Linked DNA regions of Mus musculus: region 2 is linked to region 1. The links are chromatin contacts, called in public HiChIP or PLAC-seq maps. All regions are on one chromosome and are shown on one strand. Each heading gives the region's core, a stretch centred on a gene start, on an enhancer-like site or on the middle of the called end of the contact. The rest is flanking DNA. Distances are from core to core; before and after follow the strand shown. Region 1 holds the start of Rbm7 (RNA binding motif protein 7). Region 2 has its middle 45 kb from the start of Gm5617.

What was found. HiChIP or PLAC-seq counts read pairs in DNA pulled down with a chosen protein or histone mark.
Region 2: a contact with region 1 is called in an H3K4me3 HiChIP or PLAC-seq map of the SCID.adh cell line, with 38 read pairs. The contact joins the enhancer-like site here to the promoter of Rbm7 in region 1. A contact is called at or near these places in 7 of 39 promoter capture datasets (the C10 cell line, the HPC-7 cell line, cranial neural crest and 4 more), 1 of 15 datasets of contacts at CTCF or cohesin (CD8 T cells), 18 of 484 Hi-C or Micro-C datasets (3T3-L1-derived adipocytes, CD4 T cells, CD8 T cells and 11 more), 15 of 115 datasets of contacts at active chromatin or transcription factors (the 230-238 cell line, CD8 T cells, the HPC-7 cell line and 7 more) and 2 of 9 other capture datasets (adipose tissue and liver).

What each region holds. Positions count from the first base shown.
Region 1 is chr9:48,492,994-48,499,864 of GRCm38.p6, reverse strand. It overlaps Rbm7 (RNA binding motif protein 7), which reads left to right and starts at 4,535. Exons shown (of 5, transcript NM_144948.5): 1 at 4,535-4,710; 2 at 5,684-5,846; 3 at 6,371-6,458. The coding sequence starts at 4,615. Gm5617 (predicted gene 5617) reads right to left here and starts at 4,522. Exons shown (of 1, transcript NM_001004191.3): 1 at 3,890-4,522. The coding sequence starts at 4,297. The coding sequence ends at 3,944.
Region 2 is chr9:48,537,013-48,543,523 of GRCm38.p6, reverse strand. It overlaps a transcript of Nnmt not described here. Among named protein-coding and RNA genes, the nearest start is that of Gm5617, 45 kb to the right of the region's middle. Within about 2 kb of position 5,038, at least 53 of the 459 cell types and tissues checked have an H3K27ac peak or open chromatin away from gene starts, as enhancers often do. A contact at or near this core is called in the 230-238 cell line, CD8 T cells, the HPC-7 cell line and 5 more, where this site is marked.

The sequences.
Region 1 (6,871 bases), core at 3,286-5,785:
GCAGCTACCTGCTTGATGTCCACTCCCTGCCACCCAACAGGCATTGAGAGGGACAGGTCAGTCCTCTACAGGACAGCTTAGGTTTCTCTACCTTGTTGACCAAACTATTTACTCAAGAACACTCTGGAAACTTATTAAAACCTGCCCCACTGGATATATTGATTGTTAATATATGAAAGTGGGGTTCACTAAATCTTTAGCAGTGTCTTAAAGTTGTTCTTGCAGAAGAGTCTATCTCTCTGGGAAGGAAGTATGCAAAAATTAAGTGTATGGATAAGCTGTCAAACACTGCTTCACATGAAGATAAGTGATGCTTCCTCTACAAAGTTTTCTGAACTTTTAATGTGCCATAGCACACCTGAGCTTCCTAAGGTCATAAAGCGCTCATCACTTGACAAATTCATTGTCCTTGTATCATTTCCATGGTAGTAGCATTTCTAGTGATGGACTTGAAAACAGACTTTGAGAAACACTAAGTGGCTGTGAAGAGACAAGGAAGAAGAGAAAGGAGTGTGAGGGGAAGAGAGACACCGTGAGTCCATGTCAGGTGATGGAAGCCATCCGAGGAATACAACAAATATGCATAATGTAGATCAGCTGAGGAAGACTGTGCAGGTCAAAGTGGGCGGGCAATGAGGGCATTGCTGGAGCGGCCAGATTCAAAATTATGCATTTGGTTGGCTAAGAAAACAGGCATAGTTTTTACAGAAATTGAGAAGACCAACGATGTAGCTTAACGGGCTGTGAATAAATGAACTGAATATTTGAGACATGGCTGGAAAGACCATCTTTGGATGACCACTCTTCTTGGACTTCTCTCCCTTCTTCTTTCCTTCCTGTTTCTTCTTCAGTTGCTCTTGTAAACACCATCTGGTACTAAGGACAGTCAATCAGTCTCTTTGTTACTATGTGTGTGCGTGCTTGCACATGCTGTTAAGTAGAGACCAGAGGTCAACCTCTGGGAGCAGGCTCTCCTTCCATTGTGGCAGGGATGGCACTAAGGTAGGTAATCTGGGATTTCTGCAAACTCTCTCTCTCAATGGTTCCACTGGTTTCCTTTTAATACCCTAAATGTTTTCTTAGACTTTTAATTCTTTGCTGCAATCATGCTAATAGGAACCCACTTCAACATAGGCTATCCAGCTGCTTAACCCCAATCGCTAACTTTCCAGACTACTCTTCAAACCCATTTTAGGATCAGCATTACCAACACTGCAAGGACACTCACTTTGTGCCCCCACCCAAAAGTCTGTTCTTGGGAACATTTAATTGTCCATTTGGGGTAACTTCAAAGGTGTTGCTAGTTGTTCTTCCATACTACAGTCTTTGTGGCACACTATAACTCTGACACTCTGCACTTGACTCTCACTTAAAATAATGGAGAGTTTATGTGAAGGCTTTCTTCTTTCCAAAGGAAACACAATAAACCCTGTTACATTATCTCTCAACCAAAGCCTGAATCCTGATGACCATGTATACACCAGAACAGAAATGGAGTCTACTCCCTCTGGGTCCTCCCTAGCACAGATGTACTTTTAGATTTTGGGGTGCTGAGTACTTGAGCCTGGTGTTGTAATTAGCGCCTTCTTTCAAGCCAGTGTCCTCATTTCCTGTGGTTCTAGCCTTTTTTATCTAAGACTTTTTAATCCTTACTTTCCAATGTCCACCAACTTGAAGGAAAAACGACTTTTTAGTACAGAATTGGACATCAAATGGCAAGACAAGAAGCCCTTGAGCCCTATTTAACACTTTTAGCATTTGATAACGTCAAAAGGACTCAGCCTCTCCTCAGTTCCCTGGCAGCTTAGTGCCTTGAGGTGGCCTTTCCTGACAGGACTGCACTCTTCCTCCAGCTTCACCTCACTATCCCTACCCATAGTGTACATGTGGACTTCTTTCCTCAATCATTTGTTTTGATTAAAGCTCTGCTAACTTCCTTTTAGTTATCTGGGGTAGTAGCTACTGTAAGTGGGTGTCTGTGTTGCAAGTTTCAAAGAGCCTCAGCTAAAAGACCTTGGAGAATCCCCCTCACTTTCAGACTACCCAGCAAAGAAATTAAAGTACAGTATCCTTCTTACAGGCTGGTGTGGTAATCAAGTAACACAGTGTAAAGCGCCATGTGAGCAAAGCCACCTATCTACCTTGTACACTACTTAATTCTAAGTGCCTGATCCAGGCAACAGCAAGCACAGAATTCAATCAGCTCACCCTACTGAGCAACACCCTCTAGCACAATGCCACACTCAATTAAAAGTAGCTAATATTGCCAGTATCTTCCCTTTGTCACAATTTCCAGTCTTCTATATGTCCACTACATTTTCCTCTGCAGATGTGGTTCTAAAAATCCCAGTGCAGCATGTGGCAGTCTGCTTTATCTCATTTTAAGTAAGTCCAAGGAGACAAGGGTCTGAAAACAAAACAAAAATCCACAAACTTCCTCCCAATACCACTTAGGGGAATACATGGTTAAGGGAAAATAGCATAGGAATGATCAGCCACTTAAGAGAACCAGAACACAGTTAACATGGGAAGCCATCTTTACCGCTTAATAAAGAGTGGCATTACTCTCCCTAATAAGGTCTAGTGTGGCTGTTACCTATTAGCTTCTCCATCCAGAATGCACTTCTGGCTCTTGATGTATGAAGTTCACCTGCTGTTGGGTACACACCTATCACTGGGGACCCTTACGCAGGATTTCCAGTTCTAGAGCAACCTGGGCAACACAGCAAGGGCATTTCAGTATAAAATCATTCTAAGATTGATAAAAACAAAAGATACCAAGTGATCACAGTGAGCAGAAAACAAATGTCAAGTGACAGTGATTGACTTAGGTCCCACCAGCATATTTTGTGACAGTAGATTCACACTAATAAAGTTGGGAGTTGATTAAATAATATGGCCCATGCAAATGTTCATTTGAAGTCTTTGGAAAAGTATGCTGTACATTTGGCTTAACTTGGAAAAGTACTTGTTTTTAGTATGTTTAAGATTGGAGTCTGGGGGCTGGTGAGATGGCTCAGTGAGTAAGAGCACTGACTGCTCTTCTGAAGGTCCTAAGTTCAATTCCCAGCAACCACATGGTGGCTCACAACCATCTGTAATAGGATCTGGTGCCCTCTTCTGGTGTGTCTGAAGTCAGCTACTGTGTACTCACATATAATAAATAAATCTTTAAAAAAAAAAAAAAATTGGAGTCTGACCAGACCTGGTGGAGCATGCCTTTAATCCCAGCACTTGGGAGGCAGAGGCAGTCATGTCTGTCAACTTCAAGATAGTCAGAGGTACAAAATGAGACACTCCACCCCCAAAGATTGGGAGTCTATAGATATTTCTAAAACAAAACAAAACAAAACAGAAGGGGGGTGTAGTTAGGTGGTGGGGAATGGCAATGTGATAAAGGACATTTTTCCTCAACATGAATTCAAGGGTAGTCACGGGTAGAGAGGCTTAAATTAGAAGCCCCAGAGAATCAGGGAGGATTGTAGAACTCAGACACAGCTGGATTCCATACTGAGCAGCTTACTCAAGCCTGGTGTATGGCTCGCGCCTGTAAACACCAGCACCTGGGAGGCCCAGGCAAGGGGGAGTTCAAGACCATCCTTAATACACGGCAAGTCTGCACTATAAGACTCTACATCATTCACAACTAGTCACCTAGCTTTGTGACTACTTAAGAAAAGCCCTCCTGGCCTCTTCTTGGCCCCACATGGATGGATATTAAGCCCCTCGACTATGTAACAAACGGCTAGCCTGTAACTCAGAGCCTGCTTTCCGAGTCTTGAGATTAAAAATGTGTGTCACTATGCCCGGCTAAACTTTTCTTTGGTAGCCTATATTAACCGCCCACATCGGTGAAAATGCGTAAGAATAAAACTGCCGTCACACCAAGACATGATTTTTGGAGAGGCCTTGTTTGTAAGCTAAGTGAGGGGAGGCATTCGTTCTACGCTGAGATTCGGGTTGCGAGAGCAGTTCCCAGTGCAACCAGACGCTGCTGCAGCACACTTCTTAAGAGGTCGAGCTTGACGCCTGGGATCGGGTAAGGCGAGAATCTGCCTTGGCGGCTTCGGCTCCGGCTGCGGCCACCGACAGGGACTCGACGTCTGTCGGCCCGAACGCTGGGTCGCGCTGGTGGCCGAGGTCCCGGCTGATTCGGATCCAGCCTAGTAACCAGGAAGCTATCTCCGGAGACCATTGCCCAAGCCATGGCCGACGGGTTGAGATCTCCTTGGGAGGATCGGTGGGCCATCCTGTTGGCTTGATCGCCGGCGGACAGCGACACCGAGTTCTGGGCCATCTTCAAACACCGCCTGCAGTGTTTGCTAGACGTATGTCGATCAAACTGGGCCCTCGGCGGCGCCGCAGGTCACTCCAGCCCGCGTCAGACGCAACCGTTACCAACCCCAGTAGCCATTTTTCACGCAACGGCGGAAGGAGCAGCCGCCGGAAACGGGCGCTTGTCCCGCGCGCGTGCGTAGCTCGTCTGCGCTCGCGCACGGCGGGCCTTTACGTCGTGACGTCTGAACGGGAGGACGTGAGTGTTTCTGAGGGTGCGCAGTAGGGTCGGTCGGCCCTGAGCAGGCAGCCTAGGCCTGGGACTGGAACAGCGCGGAGATGGGGGCGGCGGCCGCAGAGGCCGACCGCACTCTGTTCGTGGGTAACCTGGAGACGAAGGTGACAGAGGAGCTCCTCTTCGAGCTGTTCCACCAGGTAAGGGGCGGGCACGGTCCTAGGGCGGCTGTGGCATTCACAGGCCGGGCCAAGGAGCGGAGCGCGCCGAGCCGGAATTCCGCGGCGTTCGGGCCGAAAGTGACGTCGGATGATGGGGACATCTGCGTCTCCACCTTGGAAAAGTCCAGGGATCCGAGGTGGAACCTCAGTACTTGCTTTCCTCTTTCCTGTGTACCGTGCCTTCCCATTTGAGTTCATTGGCCTTTGCCGCATCGTGCAGGATGTGTTTCCGAGTCTATCCGCTTAACTTCCGTGTGAAATTGCAGACGTTAAAGTGTTTTAAAAACTCCATAAACATAACGCAGGAAAGCAGGACTGGCATGCTTAAATCTACCAGTCCTGTACCTTCTTGCTTTAAGACTCAATAGTTGGTTATATTTGAGTAATAGGTGCGGAAGGTTTTTTTTTTTTGTTTGTTTGTTTTGTTTTTGGTTTTTGTAATCAAAATAATCCACTTTGCCTTGTAAATGTTCGTTTCCATGCAGTGGGAAAATGATAGCTGTTGGTTACATTGTTAGGACATCACACAGTCATGTGAGATGGAGATTTTATACTGTACTTCCCATTCTTTGTCAATATTACAAATAATGTCCGAAAAAACTTGCCCCAAATCTCGGTTTCAGTCGGAACTAGAATTATTCTTCCTAAAAGGAAAGTAGATGTCCAGCCCCTGCCTGGACATTTTGTTTTTGATGAGGTCTTGATTATGTACCTTTTGTTTAAAACTTGTGTTCTCTTCTTTATAGTATTTGAGGCAGAGAGCCATATAGTATTTCTTGGTAGCCCTGGAACTCCGAGGCTGACTTAGAGCTGGTCCTCCTGCCTGCATCTCCTGACATCTGACCATACAGGCATGTGCCACCATGACAGGCTTGCATTTCCATTTATTTCTGAAATTTAAATGTCTTCCTGAAATTGCCTCGTTTTAAGTTCTGAATATTTTTCTTCGCAGGCTGGGCCGGTAATAAAAGTGAAAATCCCGAAAGATAAAGATGGCAAACTGAAGCAGTTTGCATTCGTGAACTTCAAACATGAAGTGTCTGTTCCCTATGCCATGAATCTGCTCAACGGAATCAAACTTTTCGGGAGGCCTATCAAAATTCAGTTTAGATCAGGTAATGGCTCGGTATTGTGGTAATAGGGAGAGGGTTTTTGGCTTCTTTTGCTTTCACTTTACTATTCCGTTTGGTTTTTGAATCAGGGTTTGGGGTATTTCTAGGCTAGTTTCAGACTCACTGTGTAAGGCATGTGTAGCTTTGAACTCTTGGTCCTCTGGGTATACCTCCCAAGTGCTGGGTTTGTAGGTGTCAACTCTATACCAGACTAATATTTTAAAAATTAGGGAGTAGGGAATTAATTATGATGGAAATACTTTAAATTTTGCTATTTCCTGTGGCCAGGTTGGCTGTTTCTTCTTAAAGTAGTATCATGTTTGAAATGCTTTCTTTTGCATTTCTGCTGTTATGTACTTAAGAAACTGTGAGGCAGTTCATAGCAATTTGAGTTTAGTTTGCGGGGAGTTGGTGTTGCTTTTAAGCTGTTTATCTCTTTTGGAGTAATTTAGATAGGAAGGAACATTTCAAATTATTGTTGGGCTTTTTGGTTTTCAACTAGAATTTTTGAAATTGCTTCATTTTAGGAAGCAGTCACGCCTCTCAGGATGCCAGTGTGTCATATCCCCAGCATCATGTTGGAAATTTAAGCCCAACCTCCACATCTCCTAACAGGTACTGTTTCTCATTCACTATTAAAGTCATTGATCAGAAAATTTCTGAGGTCAAGACCTTAGAGTGCACCAGTGAACAGCTTCCTTCATGATGGTTCTGCTGTTGGGTTGCTGCCTGTGCTAGATTCATGGAATGCTTGTTTTCTAAGGAAACTGGAGGCAGATAGATTATGTGGTTCTTTTGCACTAAATTAAGTAGAACTTTTATATATACATTGGTAACATGCATACTCATGTCCTACCCACATGCCCATGAATGGACTTGAAACAAGAAATGTTATTTATTACAACAGTACTATACTGTATCTTACTCCCCAAAGTGTTAAAGTTTCCAATTACCTCTGTAGTAACCTTATCACTGCTAGTAGTTCTTTCCTGCCTTTTAAGATCACCAAGTGCTTAGTGGGCTGACTT
Region 2 (6,511 bases), core at 3,789-6,288, 43 kb before region 1:
TGTCAAAGAACTCAGTTTCTCAAATCAGTGAAAGACTAGAGCAAACACTTCATGAAGAAACGTTATGTCCCAATAAGCACAGGAGAACTGTTCTGACATTATCAGTTATTAGAAAGTTGTAAATTAAAGCTGCAGCAAGGTGCCACCTTGCAGCCAGAAGAAAACGGAAAGTAAAATGGTTGACAATACTAAAAATGTATTCTCATCTTGCTAACAATGTCTATGAGAAACCATGTTGGGAAAGTTTTGAACACATGCACACACATACACACAGAATTAAATATTACCCTTCACCCAGCAATTCTACTCCTGTCTGGATTAGAGAAATGTAACAGATGCACACAAAGTGATTTGCTGGTAGCAGCTTAGTTCACATTACTTAGTGAATTGAGTGAATTTTCTACTAGTTCATAGAAAACATAAATGCCCACCCACAACAGAGAGTGGATAAGTTGAGCCATGTTTATATAATTGAACCTACTTAGCAATAAAAAGGAATGAATTCTTAATATCTATACCATTGAACTATGGTACACATACTCATATACATACATATTGTTAGGGTTCAAAAATCACTGAAGAAAGGCCCCAGGCTCAAATACTATGCAAAGACAAAGAGTGTTTGTTCTGCAGAAACAACCAGCATGCTAGGGTCACCACTGCTTCTGAATGGTGACCCAGATGAAGACATTCGAGCCCCTTTTATAACAGAACGGCTTAGTTGCTTCTGAGGTAACAAACAGACTTCTAAACCCTAGAGCACATTCCAAAGGGTTATAAATATCATTAACCAAATGTCATAAAGAAGGAGCTAAGGATGCAAGGACACACGGGTGCAAGGACAAGGAATATAGTATTGACTGGGTTTATCTATATAAAACTTCAAGGACAACTTATAGCTTTTAACTCTCCATGAATCTGTAAGCTAGTAACAAATGATGAATGTTTAGCCAGATAATTACTCCTAGTGACTATGCATGTAGTCTTTCTCTGTTATAAACCTCTTATTCAATTTATGACCCGAATTTATGTGTAAACTTATAGTGAACTTTTTACCATGTGATCACATACTCTGAAAGTCATACAAGTGCTGAAAACAAAGAGCAGAGACAGGCCTCCCTCCCCTTTTCTTCCTGAGGATTCAACTTAGAGATGAGCAATTCCTGCCTCCTGCTGAGATAGAACAAGGGCTACTTTACCTAGCTTCCTGCTGTTTTACTATGAGGTGCTAAACTGCAACTTCTCACCTCAGTGCAATCCAGACAGGCAGATAATCTGCAGAAGCAAAGTACCTTACACTTAGCATGAGTAGCAAGTGGTTTATGGCCTAGTTTCTAGTGGAAACAAAATGGGATAAAAAGGACCCTTCAATATACACAACATAAAGAAGTGTTTTAAAAATTAAAACTCAGTAAGAAGACAGTTTGTGGTGGGAAGATGTGAGTAGAGGACAAATCCAGGTTTCATTTCTCAGAAGTCACTCCCCTTGTTCATTAAGACAGGGTCTCTCATTAGCTTTGAGCTCATGAAGTAAACCAAACATCCCAAGGAATCCACTTGACTCTGCTCACCAGAGCTGGAATTATAAGTGTGCCCCACTGAGTGCAGCTAGAGTGTGTGTATGGGTGTGTGTGTGTGTGCGTGCATGCACATGCTAAATAAACACAATATTTTTTTAAGTAAATGAGCTTCCAAATGGTCTATCCAGAATGTCAGAGCATCTTGACTGAACATGACACTTGTTCAGTGTTGTTCTAACAGATTTCCCTGGCTCAAAGACTATGAGTATGAGAACTGTCAGCTTCCTCAGCTGAGCAGTGGAGTCAGAGAAGCAGAATGTAGATGGTCTAGTTCTTAGTCTGCAATGAAAAGATTCATCCATGAAGACACACTGTTATTGGTGACTATTGGGGAAAGAAACCCAATACAAACTAGCTTAAGTCCAAAACATACTATATTAGGAGGCTGCTGAGATAGTTTACAATCAAAGAGGGGAAATGCTGGAATCAAGAATAAAAAGGAAAGCCCAGGGACCAGAGTGCTGAGCTCTCTCCTCTCATCCTTTCTCTAGATGGCTCCTAAGAGATGCAACATTAATGATGCCACCCTTGGGATGTAGGTGTGTCTTTAAAATAGATTAGGGAAGAGTCATGGTTATTTTTCTGAGCTCATTAAAATCACCCCTCACTTGCAGAGTTATTTCTTTCTCTTTTTTCTTGTATTATACTTGCTATATTCTCTCTCTCTCTCTCTCTCTCTCTCTCTCTCTCTCTCTCTCTCTCTCCCTCCCTCCCTCCCTCCCTCTCTCTCATCTTCAGGTGACATTAGCTTCTTTACTGATATAGGACCTCTCATTGACTTCATGCTCACTGAGTAGGCTAGGCTGCCTAGCCAAGGAGCCCCCAGGAATGTAACCCACCTTTGCTCCCCAGTCTGGGAACCAAGTGTACTCCAATGCACCCAGCTTTCTTATGTGGGTTCTGGGGACCAAATCAGGTCCTAGAGTTCACAAGGCAAAGACTACAGTGACTGAGCCATCTCCCAGTCCCTAAATTTGTATTAAAAACTATTCTTAAAAGACACATCTTCTTTATTTAGGTATAGTGGCACACATCTCTAATTCCAGCACTTGGAAGGCAAAACCAGGTAGAGCTATATGAGTTTGGGGGAGACTGGTCTACACAGTGAGTTCTAGGCCAGTCAGGCCTAAAAGCTATCACCTTAATAATTTTCCTAAAACAAATTACTTCATTTACCTCAATCTGTCCTGTGTTGTCATATTTGATATTTTTTTAACCTTTATTTTTATGTAAGTGGACTTTCTGCTTACAAATATGTTTGTTTACCATGTCTGTGTGGTGCCCAAAGAGGCCAAAGAATGTGTTAGATCCCCTGGGACTGGAGTTAGAGACAGTTGTGAGCTGCCATGTGGTGCTGAGAAATGAACCCAGGTCTTCTGGAAGAGCAGACAATGCTCTTAACTCTGGAGGCATCTCTCTAGTCTCCATGCTGACATATTTGTAGGTTGAGTGCTCCTCCAGATAGTCTTCCTTCATCTGAATTATATCTCATTTATATTCTTATAATATAAATTATATCTACTCTTGAGTACCATTACATCTTATTTATGTGAACACCAACTAAGAGATTTACTGTGAACATTATTTTCTATTGATTACAAACAACAAGATTTTTTGAATGATTTTTTTAAAAAAAAGATTTATTATGTATTCTGCCTGCATGTGTGCCTGTAGGCCAGAAGAGGGCACCAGATCTCATTATAGATGGTTATGAGCCACTATGTGGTTGCTGGGAATTGAACCCAGGACCTCTGGAAGAGCAGCCAGTGCTCCTAATCTCTGAGCCATCTCTCTAGCCCCTTGAATGATTTTTTTAAAAGTATGCATATGTGAAGATCCCTTGGATAGGAGCTACAGGTGGCTCCCAGATGTCTGATGTAGGTGCTGAGAAGCAAACTCAGGTCTTCAAAACAGGTATTCTGTGGTATATGTGTAATGTTTGCTTGTTGAGCTGAATTGGCCTGTAATAGCCATCCCCTACCCCCACTCTTCTGTCTTGTGCAACTGTGAAGAGAAACAGCTGCACTCCTGGGGATGTTTCTATAGTACTTTCTCTGGGGATAGAGGGACTCCTTCACAGCCCTGCCTTCTGGAGACAATGTAGCTCTTAAGAGGCAGCTGGCACACACTCTGGCCAGAATAATGCTACCCAGGATACGGCTACCTAAGGAGAACAAGATTGCTACACAGGTTCTGATCTAGGAGCACACCCAGAGGTTTGGCAGGGTCAGTGACAAGCAGTTAAGGCACTATGTATCAATCAGTGACCAGCTTTTCAAAATGACTCTTAGTGACTTGTGTGATGAATTTAAATGTGGAGGGCTGGGGGCAGAGACATAGTTCATTTGATAGGGTGCTTTCCTGGCATGCATGAAGCCCTGGATTTGACCCTCAGCACCCTATAATTCAAGCACAGTAATACACACTAGCAGTCCTAGCAGTCTGTTTAGGAAGTTCAAAGTCACTCAGCATCCTAGTGAGTCCAAGGCCAACGTGGGCTACAGGTGCCCTTGTCTCCAAAACACATACACATATATACATGGAAGGTTGAAAATAACTGGACAAAGTGAAGTCAAATGTTTCAGACTGTCTGGTAGAAGATACACAAAAGCCGCATACCTTGGGGGCTGCTAGGCGGCCACAGCCATCATTTTCTAACTCAAAACCATCTTTCTCATTTTTTACTACAGGTGCACGACTTACTCGACAAAACAAATCATGGACTCGGCACATAAATGCATCTTTAGAGGTCTCCACAAGAAGAAAACAAAAACGAGTTGTTTTCCCTGGTGGTACAGCCGCCACTCGGCACCGAAGCATGGAGAAACATGATGGAAATGGCGTCGGCAGGAAAGTGTGCTGTTAGTGTATTAGCTAGGCTAACCTAGACTTTGAAGCTATTCAGAGAAAAAGCAGTCATTTGCAGTGATTTCAGTCAACCGCTCTCTCTATCATTTTGTGTAATTAGGGGCAGCCATTTTCTTGAAGGTAGCCAAACACGCAGAAACACCGCCCCGCCCCCACAGCTCCGTTGCTGCAGCCATCAGAAAGTTAATGGTCTCCAGACAGAACAAGTCACCGAGGCAGAGGCGACTTCAGCACAAGACGTGAGCGTAACCAAGTGGAGAGACTGGGAGGCTGACATATGCGGTCCTCAATGTGGACAGAGGAGAGATGAGTGGCAGGGCTGTTTTCTAAACGTCCTACCTGTCAGTCACCTTGTGTCAAAGAGCCCCCTTTGGATATCCGGCCCCTTATTTTTATCTCTGGAGATCAGAGCCCCTCAGGATTCAAATACTTATGTATTTTAACATGTCAGCGGAGAAAGTGACAAAATGAACATTTCCTGCCACCCAGGGTGAAGAGAATTTAAATATGTAATTGCTTTCAGCAGCGCCTTTGTTCCAGCAATACCCTTTTATCTTCTGTTCTTAGAAATGACTTTATTTACCCCAACTCCTTCCCACCGGCCTCCACCACAGGCGGTTTTCAAAGCCTCCGCAGCACTGAGCTCTGCTTCATTAGCGTTTCCTGTCTCAGCATCTCTGATGGTATCTGAAAACTGGGGAATGAAGTTTGTTCCGACATTAACCATCATTGAGAACTAACAGCTAACGGATTCTGTCGCCTGCTCTGGGCTGACACTGAGAGCTTTAGAAATAGAGCGTCTTCCAGGTAGCAGGACTGCCTGCTGAGCTGGCTCCGTGGTATGCTGGCCCAGCAGACGCTCCTAAACGGAGAGCAATCCCTACACAGTTTAGACTTTTTCCTGTTGATGCCGGTTTCAATGAGACACGCAAACGCTATTCCCACCCTGCCTGCCCCACAGGCTTCATGCGGTATAGGTTTTTGGTTGATTGGTTGGTTGGTTGGTTTTGTTTGGGGGCTTTGGATTGTCATTAAGATGTAAGGGATCTGTGTGTGTGTGTGTGTGTGTGTGTGTGTGTGTGTGAGAGAGAGAGAGAGAGAGGGAGGGAGGGAGGGAGGGAGGGAGAGAGAGAGAGAGAGAGAGAGAGAGAGAGAGAGAGAGAGAGAGAGAGAGAGAGAGAGAGAGACTGAGACTCTATGTAGCCTCTAGCTGGCCTGGAACTTTGCCACGTAGACCAGGAATGGCCTCACATTCAGAGATCTGCCTACCTCAAAACATGAGTGATCTTTTTCCAGCCATCCTGAGACAAGTCCTGGCTCTCAATTCAATGTATACAGCTCATCATAAAAATAAGAAGAGGAAAAGGAGAGAGAAGAGAGAGAAAAAAGACATACATTAAAAATTAATTCTCTTGTCATAGACCTGTTATTAATAATGATGGATTTTGACAATAAAAAAAAAATCAAGCTATTGCCTGGCATGAGAGTTTCCCAAATGATTTTATCAGTGGTTTTGTTTATCTGAGCACTGAAAGGCTGGCTTCTCCAGAGCTGTAGACTGCCAACACAGCCTCCTTGGATCATATCATCCAAACTCATTGTGTCTAAAGACCATAGAGTCACCCAGCCCGCAAGTCACTCAACTGCCAATTCCCTTTACCATCAACTCACATTTACTTTATGTTGGATCAGTTTCTTAGGAGTAAAACAAAATTATTCTAAACTATAAAATTAACCAGGTGTGGCAGTGCATGCCTTCGATTCCAGCATAGGCAGGTGAATCCTATGACTTCCAGGACAGCCTGGTCTATTAGTGGGTTCCAAGTCAGACAGGGCTACATAGTGGGACGTGTCTTATAAAAAAAGAAAGAACCAAAACCCCCCAAATAATTCCCTATCTTTCAAGCTACTTTCTCACTCTCTCCCCCCCCCTGTCTTTTCTATCTTTCTGTTCTGTCTCATCTCTATTTGTAACTATCTATCTATCTATCATCTCTCTTTGGTTTATTGATACTCTATAAGAAAGGGGAATGAAAAAGGAGAGAGAGGGAGAGGGAGGGGGA